Linked DNA regions of Mus musculus: region 2 is linked to region 1. The links are chromatin contacts, called in public promoter capture Hi-C maps. All regions are on one chromosome and are shown on one strand. Each heading gives the region's core, a stretch centred on a gene start, on an enhancer-like site or on the middle of the called end of the contact. The rest is flanking DNA. Distances are from core to core; before and after follow the strand shown. Region 1 overlaps Usp8 (ubiquitin specific peptidase 8). Region 2 holds the start of Usp50 (ubiquitin specific peptidase 50).

Region 1 (5,437 bases), core at 1,617-4,116:
GGTGGTTTGTTATGAGTTTTTGTTTTGTTTCATGGGGTGTTTATTTTGGCAACGAGGTTGTAACAATTATTATGACAGGATACTAAAAATCTAAACAAATACTTTATTTCTCTCTGTAATCACATTGAGCTTTTGTGTATCTTAAGTTGGATTTAGGAATTTATACATCTATGGTTATCATACATTCCTGATGAATTCCATCACTGTTTCTCTTATCTGGAAACAGTCTCTCCTTTGAGGCTGGCCTGCAGCTTTCCTTCATTACTGGCAGCCCATTCAATTTCATTCTGTCCTACTTTTCCATTTATCCTGACAGTCTGCCTCACTGACATGGTCCCTCTGTTCATGCCTAAACCGGCCGTAGCATATATGCTTAAGGAAAGCAAGGGGAAGTACTTTTTTCTCTACCTGCCTTTCCTGTCCTGTTTTCTGGCTCGCTCTGTTGCTACATGATGCAGGTGTCTGCCTGACTCCTTGCTGGGCTCTAGAGAATCGCCCTAGCTTTTCTGGTAGTCCACATTTGTGAGGAACAAGTTCTTCACTTTTCTTATCTAGAAATACTTTTATTTTTACTCCTGTTTTTCATTTGCTTGCTTATTTGTTTGGGTGGGAGCATGTGGTCGTCTGCCACAGCTTGTGGGAGTCATTCTCTCTGTCAGACTAAGTTATGAACTGATGCCCTTGTTCCTAAGTAATGTTTTCATAAGATTCGTGCTTCTGAGTTGACAGGGTTTTTGTTGTTGTGTTTGTTTGTTTTGTCTTTTGTCCCCCTTGGTAGCTCTGGCTAGCCTGGAACGCTTTTATATAGACCAGGCCAGCATCAGAGTCACAGAAGCCTTTGGGGCGCTGGAATTAAATGTGCAGGGCCATGCCCAGCTGTCTTCTATTGATTCTGACATGGAAATCCCCACCAGTTGGTCCTGTTGTTAATTTACTGTATGTCTTATGTCCTTCTTTCCTGGCTTGAGATTTTCTCTTTAGTAGCAGTCTATGATGTGACTACCATTATTTTTCTATTTTTTCTAATTGGGATTACTGGACTCTGCATCTGTAAATCTATGTCTTTTATCAAATTTGGGGAGTTTGGGGCTATGATTTCTTCAAATATTTTTATTCTGTTTCATTCTCTTACTGGCACTCTGGCTATTCTTGTGACAGGCCTTTGGTTTGTCAGGAAATCCACCTGAGGCTGTTTCTGTTGCTGTCTAAGCCTCTCTTGTCATAGTTTTTGTTGCTCTTTAGGTTGTAAATGTTGTCTCCAGTTTTCAGGTTATTTTTCAGAAACATTTTAACTCTAGAATTTCTGTTTAGCTATTTTATAGTATCTGCTTTTTTACAGAAGTGTCCTTTATGTTTAGTCATTACAAACCATGTTTCACATAGCCATGGCCAGAGTTGGTTAGCTGCTGTGATTGCTGTTTTAAATCTGTCATTCAGGTTTATCTCAGCCAGTTTGCACTGCTTGCCCTTTCTCTCTGGATGTCTTATTTTCTTGCTGTGTTGGTTAGTTTCGGACATGGTGGGTTTTATTCCCTTCAAGAGTGTTAGGGTATTTTGTTCTAGAATGGTGGTGAACTTGGCTGGGTTGGATTTTATACACTGTCTTGCCTGTGGTAGTCAGCATCTGGAATGTCTTTTAAAGTTAGCTGTTTCCTCAGTGTTTGCTCTGTTCTTACTTAGTTTGGGTGTTGGCTATAGACTGGGACAACTTTATGCAAAGAGGGCTGAAACTTTGGCGCTCTGTATTAGTTTTAGCTGCCTCTTCAGCACATGAAGTCCTGGTGTTAGGAATAAAACCATCAAAATTAGAGAGTTTGACAGATGTCCTTCCCCTTCCCAGTTCTTCACCCTGCCTGCTCCTTATCTTTGTGGCAGTCCAGAGCTGTGGCTGTCTGGGGAGGTATATGTCCTTCATATACAAGTATGGACAATAGACAGTATAAGCATGCCAGAGTTTTAGTTCGTTCTTTCCTAACTGACTGGAGTAAATTATTTGTTACCCTTTTCTCTCTCGGCTCTACCTTCTCTCTTCCTTCCCTCACCACCCCATCTCTGTCTCTGTCTCCATCTCCCCTGATCCTCTTAAGTTCAGAACCAGCAGTCATTACTGTATTCACTAATGACTGGGTGAGCAATGTCTTAGGATAGCTGCAAACTGTACTCACCATAGCTTGTTTAACATTTAGCAAAATAGAAGATAATCACGTCTTGACTTTGATAATAATTCTCCAGTTGATGTGGTTAATACCTTTCTTGAATACTTGTTTTAACATTTTGATCTAAATCATCTACACAGTGAGATACTGGGAGAAGTCCTCTTCCAGAGTGAATCAAGAGTTTGTTTAAAAAGTGAAATTGTAGCAGAATTGATAATTACTTGAAATTAGTGAAAAAGCAAGAACAACATTAATAAAAAGAGCATAACATTTATTTTTCAAGGTGTTTGTCCAGTTTAAAGTACACAGACAGCCCCTGAGGGCAGATGCATGTGGTTTGTATGGGAACTCTAGCAGAATTCTCCCAAGCCAAGATGCTAAGTATGAAACATGAACGCCCTTAGCTATACTCCATCACATTAATAGGAAGCTTCTTTCAACTAGATACGAAGAGGCTGAAGTTCGGAAACAACTTGAAGAAAAGGACAGACGGGAGGAAGAGCAGCTGCAGCAACAGAAAAGGCAGGAGATGGGGAGAGAGGACAGCGGTGCGGCAGCCAAACGCTCTGTGGAAAATTTACTGGATTCCAAAACCAAAACCCAAAGGGTATTGCAAGTTTATTGTGTAAACGCTGGTCCTGTTTGCCAGGTGACCTATCTGGAGGAGGTGCACTGCCACTGTAAAGTTCTTTTGAGGCAATAGGGATACCATTGGTTGGAATTAGAATCAAAGGTCCTGACTGCAGGTTTTCCTGTGAGCTTCCACAGCAGCACTGTCCTGGTCACTGGTTACAATGTTAGCAGTCACTACAGTGGAAGGAGGGTGGCCTGAGAGGAACCATTGGATTGTCATCTATCTATCTAGTTCTGGGCCTGTGTGAGTTTTGCTTAACAACTCTTGGACTCAGGTTTGCCAAATGAAGATCTTTTTTTTTTTTTTTTTTGGTTTCTTGAGACAGGGTTTCTCTGTATAGCCCTGGCTGTCCTGGAACTCACTCTGTAGATCAGGCTGGCCTCGAACTCAGAAATCCGCCTGCCTCTGCCTCCCGAGTGCTGGGATTAAAGGCGTGAGCCACCATGCCCGGCCCAAATGAAGGTCTTAAAACGAGGTCTAAGGTGTCTTTTTCCTACTGATAAATCTCCATTAAGAGAAGGACCAGGGCCAGGCATGGTGGTAAGGTGAGTGCCTTTAATCCCAGCAGAGGCAGGTAGAGCTCAGAGTTCATTCAAGTGAGTTCCAGGCCAGCCAGGGCCACACAGGGAAACCCTGCCCAAAAAACAAAAATAAAATAAAGAGCAAAGGACTTGGTTTGCTGCTTTATTTGGTCCCAAACAGTTTTGGTTACTGGAGTCTTAGGCACACACGCCATCTATTCCTTTCTTCCTCTATTCCAGTTTTCCCTTTGTCTGTCCTGTTCAGCGTTTTATTCAATCTTCTTAGCATGTGTACAAGATGTCTTTATCAAAAGCCACCAGTGACACAATCTCTGCCAGCTGTCACTGTGCCCCTTCCTTACTTTCTCAGAATTACTCTCCTGAAGATGTAAGTGGTTTTCAGTTGTTGAACTCCTTGGAGGCTGTGCTTTGCTCCCTCTGATCCCTGTGTTTCTTAGGGGTACGTAGTGTTCCCCTGTTGCTAGTGTGGATTGCTGGTATTTGGGAGAGGTCTCACTGGGTTAAGCAGTCTGATCTCCCATTGTTGGAATTCACAGGGAGACAAACCACTAACCTTCTCAACAGGTCAAGTGGCTGCCGTAAGCAATAACCGGACTTAAAGGGGAATCTTTCATTTTGTTGCCTTTTCTTTTGTTTGTTTTTTAAGATAATTTATTTTTATTCTTTGGGCATTGGTGTTTTCCCTCCATGTATGTCTGAGTGCGGGAGTCAGATCTTGGAGTTACAGACAGTTGTGAGCTGCCATGTGGGTGCTGGTGTTAAGAGTCAGCAGTCAATGCTCTTAACTGCTGAGTCAGCTCTCAAGCCCCTTATTGCCTTTTTAGAAGTGAGTAGTCACTTTTTTTCTCTAATTTGAGACAGAGTCTCTTGTAGCCCAGGCTCACTTAAGTCGTTAAGGCTGGCCTTGAATTTCTGCTTTTTGCCTTTGCCCCAATTTCTAAGATTATAGGCCCTTGTAATCTTGCCAAGCTAATGGCATGCTAGGGTAAGCAAATGACCAGCTGTGCTACATCTCCCACCCTGTTACTGTGACGTTAACATTTGCCCACTTTGTCTCCTACACTGTTTCTCTCGCTCTCACTCTCGCTCTCGGCTTGAGTATTTGTACTATTTGAGTAGCTGCTCTGCTACTTTACTGCTAACTGCTTTGCTGCACAGTTCTCATAACTGTAGTCCTCGCCACCCTGTAAACTTAATAGTAACTCCTTAGTATCCCCGGGTGCTCAGTCTGTATTCGGATTTTGCTGTTGCCTGCATGTTAATTTCACAAGTTAATTTGTCCACAAGTTAATTTCACAAGTTAATTTGTTCACAAGTTAATTTGTTGAATCATGATGCAAAACAGTGAACTGTCTTCTGATTGTTATATCTCTTAAGGCGCTAAAATAATTTCCCTTTAAGATTCTCTTCCTCTGAAACTTCGTCATACCATGTACTTGACTGAATAAAGAAAGTGAACCACACTTTCCCCCAGCCTGTAGGCTTTCCTTTATTTCCTGCAGTGTCAGGGCAGTGCTGTTTAGTTTCATGATGAGAATTCTCTGCGGATGATACCCTGTGTTTCATATTGTGTCATGCTAGGAGCCAGACGATATATATAACTTGGGCAAATGTGTACCTACAAGTGTGTTACTAACTTTGACCCATAGGTTCAAGCGGGTCCTCAGTTTTCCCATCTATAAAATGAGCTAGCATCTTACAAGGTTATGTCATGTTGCCTCGGAAAATGTAAACTGTATAAGTAGTAGAAGTAGTATGTTGTTATTACTTGATTTTCCTTTAATTTTATGGTAGAAAACACTGACTAGAATACTAGAATTGCTGTTTCATTTTAAGAAACACTTCCTAATTAAGTACTCAAATGATATCTGGCACTTGTTTAAGAAAATTGGAGCCTGAACAGCGATTCTGATACACTTGTGGTTATTTTAGCTGATGCCTAGTAAAGCCAGTCCTGTGTCTAAACTCTTGAGGGCAGAGGGTGTTACCAGGCTGAGTACTTCATGCACTCAAGGCAAGTGCTCTGCTCCTGAGCTGTATCTTTTTTTAAATGTGTATTTTTTATAAAATGCCATTACTTGGCACACTATTTCTTAGCTTTCGAT
Region 2 (5,437 bases), core at 786-3,285, 54 kb after region 1:
CAACAGCTCTTCTGGGTAGAAACAGTCCTTCTAAAATCCCATTTACAGGTGGACTAACCAGCTTATGTGAGTGAGTCATTTGCCCACAGTAGTATACCAAGGGCAAGCACATAGTGATGCAGGAGAAATGAAGGCATTTACCTACCTTACCTGGCCATTAAATTATATGGAATTACAGCATATGCTGAGAATGAATATAACTCTATAGGTGACATATGGAGAACATAATACAGTGTTGGAGCTGTGGCTCAGTGGGTAAGAACACTGACTATGGATTCAAAGGACCCCAGTTCAAATCCCAGCAAGTGCTTTATGGGGCCGTTAAAGGGTTGTAACTTTGAGCCTTTGTAGCTTCTTTTGGTGTCTGGAGACAGCTATAGTGAGCATGATACATACACATAGTAGGAACATATACATTCATATGTTAAGGGCACAGGTATGTATATATGCATACATATGTGTGCATACATGCACATTGCTACGCTAATAACTGATTATATATATTTATGATTAGGGTTCTTATGTTTGCTCATTTATAACACAGAAACATTCAGCATGAGAAAGTGTCCTTGGCCTGTGTGAGGCACTGGCTTTGGCCTCAAGCTCCTGATCCCCCAGCAAAACAAGGAACACTACCTCTTCCTGGCAGGGTTACTGCGAGGGCCATGCAGGTGCCATGCAAGGTGCTTAGCTTAGATCACATAATAAATGATATCTTTTAAAAGAATACAACATAGCCAGTTATTGGTGGTGCAAACCTTTGATCCTAGCGTTCAGGAGGCAGCAGCAGGGGGGATCTCTGAGTCTGAGGCTAACCTGGTGTACAGAGTGGGTTCTAGAACGAATAGCTAAGGCTACACAGAGAAACCCTGTGTCCAAAAAAAGACAAGTGTATATTTATACACACACACACATATGTATATATACTTATATACACATACACATGTGTGTATATATGTCTATGTGTGTATGTATATATGTATATATACATCTATGTACCTGTATAGTATGTATACACGTATATTTACATGTATACACACATATATACATATATATGTATACACACATATACAGATATACGTGCATACACACACACACACACACACACACACACACACAGCTTGGGTTCTGAAGAGATGGCTCAGCAGTTAAGAGCATTTCTGCTGTTCTTTCAGAAGATCCTGGCTCACTTCCCAGCAACCACATGGCAGCTCACAACCATTTGTGTCTCCAGTTCCAAGGGATCTAATGCCCTCTTCTGGCCTCCAAGAGCACTGCTTTGGTGTGCTTAAATTGTCAGCAAAGCATTCATATACATAAAATAAAATCTTTAAAAGAATAAATGACTTAATGTGGAGAGACGGGACTGGAGCATCTGCCCAGCATGCAGAGATGGGAAATACTGCAGGCTCCAGGAGGCCTCCTTGATCTGCACAGCTCCCTCTTATCTGACCGATTCAGTAGGGCCGCTCACCACCTTTGTCCTTTATTACCTTTCTTCCCACAGACTGAATCTGAAATCCAGGCCCCACCGCTCAGCGGCCTCACTCAGTGCCTCTGCTCAGTTTCACCCATCTGAAAAGTGTGCCATTCTCACTTTTACTCAGTGATGTCACGGAGGCCCTGAGCTGACTGATCAGGGAGTACATGTATGTTATCTCTTCTGGGTCCTTCATGGGTCAAATCTGGCAGAGCCCTCCCAAATGCAACAGGTGCCATGCCCCCTCTAGGTAAGCCCTCCCCCAGCCCCCCACTCCTGAGGTTATCTATAAAGGCACAGGACATAGAGGCTCACAGGTTGTAGTAGGCACCGAAGTCGTCTGCAGGGACCGGCCGATGAGACGCCATGTCAATGAAGCACATCAGGCTTTCACTTCTACTCACGAGCTACCTTTGATCCTTTTAACTTCATTTCTCCAGGACTGCTCCCTGGCTTGTTTTTGGTTTTGAACCGTTTGAATGCCCCCCTCCCCCCTTTGTGTTGTTGCTGTCTGATTTCACTTGACTCAGGCCCAGTTCTTCTTGGATCCTCCCCTGCATCACAATTGTCACCCTTCATACCAAGGTTCTAACGTGTTGTCAAGGGATACCATTATTTGTTTGTTTGAAATGCTTCTGAAAGATCAACTTTCTGAGAACGAATTGTCCACATCACAGCTCTCCCTCTATTTCTGGGTTTCTCACACACAAGCACACAGAGATGTTCACCCTCTGGATTTGGGGACAGTGTGTGGCAACACTGCTCCCATGAACCCTAGAGGGACATCTCTTCCCCTATGGAGGAGGTAGTGAGATTTTTCTCATCCCGATGCATACACAGTGAGGTCACCAGAATTGTTTATTCTTGGGATGGAGACACAGCTGGATATGGGCACATACCCATAGTACACAGGCTGTTAGGGTTTTACTGCTGTGGACAGACACCATGACCAAGGCAACTCTTCTAAGGACAACATTTAAATGGGGCTGGCTTACAGTTTTAGAGGTTCAGTCCATTATCATCAAGGTGGAGAACAAGGGCATGTCCTGGCAGACATGGTGCAGGAGGAGCTGAGAGTTCTATATCTTCATCTGAAGGACACTAGAAGACTGGCTCCCATGTAGTTAGGAGAAAAGAATCATTGCCCACCCCCACAATGACACATTTCCTCCAACAAGGCCACACCTCCTAATAGGCCAAGCATATTTAAACCACCACACAGGCTTATTATAGGATTTACAAGCTGTGGCCTCTGGGGCACACATGGTTTTCTGAACTCAGACTTTTCCACTGGAGGAAAAGGATGGCATCCTCAGTTCTAACTAAAAGCATGGGGCTGTGACCTGGGAAAGCACCCGTGCTGGGGCCTTGCCTCTGGAGTGCCTAGTTGCTGCTGGCCTGCTCTCTGAGCAGATCTACTGGGTCAGCCAAGCACCAGCAGAGAGCAGGCAGAGAGCCCTTAGGATCAGTTTATCCCAGGTAGGGTACTGAAGACAGGCTGAAGGAAAAATACTCTCAAAGTCCAACTTCATAGAGCAATGAGTTTCAGTGGGGTCAGTTAGGGCATATGGGTGGAGAGATCAGGAGCAAATAGGACTCAGCTGTGTCACCGAAGACCCCAGTATGAGTGACAGCTCATGAAAGCTGGGCTCCAGGAGCACACACAGCCTGCAGGCACTCAACAGATTGCAGTGTCCTTTCTAGGCCTTTTAGTCGTAAGCCACACACTGCAACACACACCACATGACATCGATCTCTCTCACACACTATGCCAAACCACCCGGCAACACACACAATGACTAAGAAATATACATTAGATCCATAATGATGCCCCTCTGTGTATGTGCATATATGTATTGAGAATCAGAATTCACACCAATAGTCACAACCTTTCTAGATTTATTTTCCCTTCCTATACAATCTAACTCTAACTGGGAGACACCTAGCTTCTGACAGCCCTAGCATAGCTCCTGTCTCATCAGTCCTCAATGCTGTGTTCCCACTGCCTAGCACGTGACATTCCTGCCTCATCTGCACACCAGGGCACCACTGCCCACAGCTCATACAGCTCACACTAAAGTAAGAGGGCTGCTTCTTAATTTTTCCTTATCTCTTTGGTGGCTTGTTTTAATCTGCCCCTCTTAGATATTTCTTTCTAGTCATCTGAAAATTGTGCAGTACTTTCAAAATCTACACCCATGTATTTTAAATATTTTGACAATATGAAAGTGCAGTCTATGCTCTTTTCACATATTTATGTTAAGCTAAAGTTGAGTAGCAAGGGTGACTATGTTATTCCAATCCACTTGGTTTTTATGCTATGGGTGATACATAATGGATTTTTGTGAAAACGTCAATGTTAATCTGCTAGTGAGGTTGGAAGGTAAGGAATTCTGTGTGATGTAACAACAGAAACTGCTGTGTCTTGGCAGGTGAGAATGCTCCATGGTTAAGCATCCTTGATGCTGCAGCTTAGCTTCTTCCTGCTGGATCAGGAATTAAAGTGCCAGGCACTTTCCTTGTTGCCGCTCTGGCACAGTTACAAAGAACCTGTAAAGCAGGGCTGCACCACCACCCGAACTCCATACCGTCCTTCGCAGCCTGTGCAGTCCTTTGTCCTTTGCATTGCGGGTTGAGACCCCTCTTCTCGTGGGCTTTTCTAGAAACTTACAAGGAATGTTTTAATAAAAGGTGAGATGAGGTGCAATGACTTGGAGGTGACTGGGCTACTTCGCCTCTAGGGATATAGAACCCCTCTCACAATTAGTGATAAAACCTTGTAAAAGCCCCCAGCATATAACCCAGTGGGCAGATCCTCCCTGCTCAACCAGCCTTCCTTCCCTCCTCAGTCTCTCTGGGATGATAAATTTATACTTAAACTGCATCATGGCTGAATTATTTCCTGCAAGAAGACAAGGACCAAGGAGAAATGCTCTCTGGTAAGAGACCACACTGCGAAATTGAGAAGAGTGAGGTTTACCCATACATAAAATCATCTTCAATATGATGCAATTTAGAGATCATTGAGATCTTTGTCCATCCAGGCAGCTGTGTGCCAGAGACTTCCAGAGACTAAACAGCTGGTGAAAGTTAAATCAAGGTTGGGGCTCTTGAATTCTCTCACAATTGTGATGAATAAAAATCTAAAGTGAGGGGGCTGGAGAGATGGCTCAGCAGTTAGGAGCACTGACTGCTCTTCCAGAGGTCCTGAGTTCACAGACCCCATCTAGGTCAGAGCAGCAATACTTGCAAGGTTGGCCGAGATGGCCCTGGCAGCCCAGGCTAACAGCCGGCAAACCAGTCAAGCTCAACAAAGCAAGTCAGAGGTGATCAGGGCGCTTGAGAGAGGGACCGCTCTTCTATCTGCGTGGATCAGAAGAACGTGCACAGAGTATGTAAACCTTTCATTGCCCTGCTCCCTGTGTGCAGAGAATCAACCATTTGCAATAGGACTCTCAATATGGTTTGTTTGTTTGAGACAGTTTCTCTATAGCCTTGACTGTCCTGGAACTGTAGTCTAGGCTGGCCTTGAACTCAGAGTTCCACCTGTCTCTGCCTCCCAAGTGCTTCTTCTATTAAAGACAGGAGCCACTATGTCCAGCTGGGGTTCTCAGTCTTTGTCCAGTTTCTGGTCTAAATCCTATAAAAAGCCCCTAAACAACGAACCAACTCAATGTTTATTTCTCTCTTGGGACCCTTCCCACTTGTTTTTCCCTAGTTTCTCACTTTTCTTTGATTTCTCCCAAGAAAGGTTGTTTTCACTTTAGATTTTAAAAAAAATTATATATCTATTTCATGTATGTGAATACACTGTCACTGTCTTCAGACACACCAGAAGAGGGCATCGGATCCCATTACAGATGGTTGTGAGCCACCATGTGGTTGCTGGGAATTGAACTCAGGACCTCTGGTAGAGCAGTCAGTGCTCTTACCCACTGAGCCATCTCTCCAGAACCC

What was found. Promoter capture Hi-C pulls out the DNA fragments that hold promoters and counts their contacts.
Region 2: a promoter capture Hi-C map of liver shows a contact between it and region 1, with 2.7 times the contacts expected there. The contact joins the promoter of Usp50 here to the enhancer-like site in region 1. A contact is called at or near these places in 17 of 39 promoter capture datasets (the 3T3-L1 cell line, 3T3-L1-derived adipocytes, the C10 cell line and 12 more), 9 of 484 Hi-C or Micro-C datasets (8-cell embryo, the AML12 cell line, the HPC-5 cell line and 4 more), 1 of 115 datasets of contacts at active chromatin or transcription factors (embryonic stem cells) and 4 of 9 other capture datasets (adipose tissue, embryonic stem cells, liver and 1 more).

The regions. Positions count from the first base shown.
Region 1 is chr2:126,726,560-126,731,996 of GRCm38.p6, forward strand. Usp8 (ubiquitin specific peptidase 8) reads left to right here. Exons shown (of 19, transcript NM_019729.3): 5 at 2,601-2,763. Among named protein-coding and RNA genes, the nearest start is that of Usp8, 22 kb to the left of the region's middle. Within about 2 kb of position 2,867, at least 6 of the 459 cell types and tissues checked have an H3K27ac peak or open chromatin away from gene starts, as enhancers often do. A contact at or near this core is called in liver, where this site is marked.
Region 2 is chr2:126,781,425-126,786,861 of GRCm38.p6, forward strand. It overlaps Usp50 (ubiquitin specific peptidase 50), which reads right to left and starts at 2,036. Exons shown (of 7, transcript NM_029163.3): 1 at 1,796-2,036. The coding sequence starts at 1,863.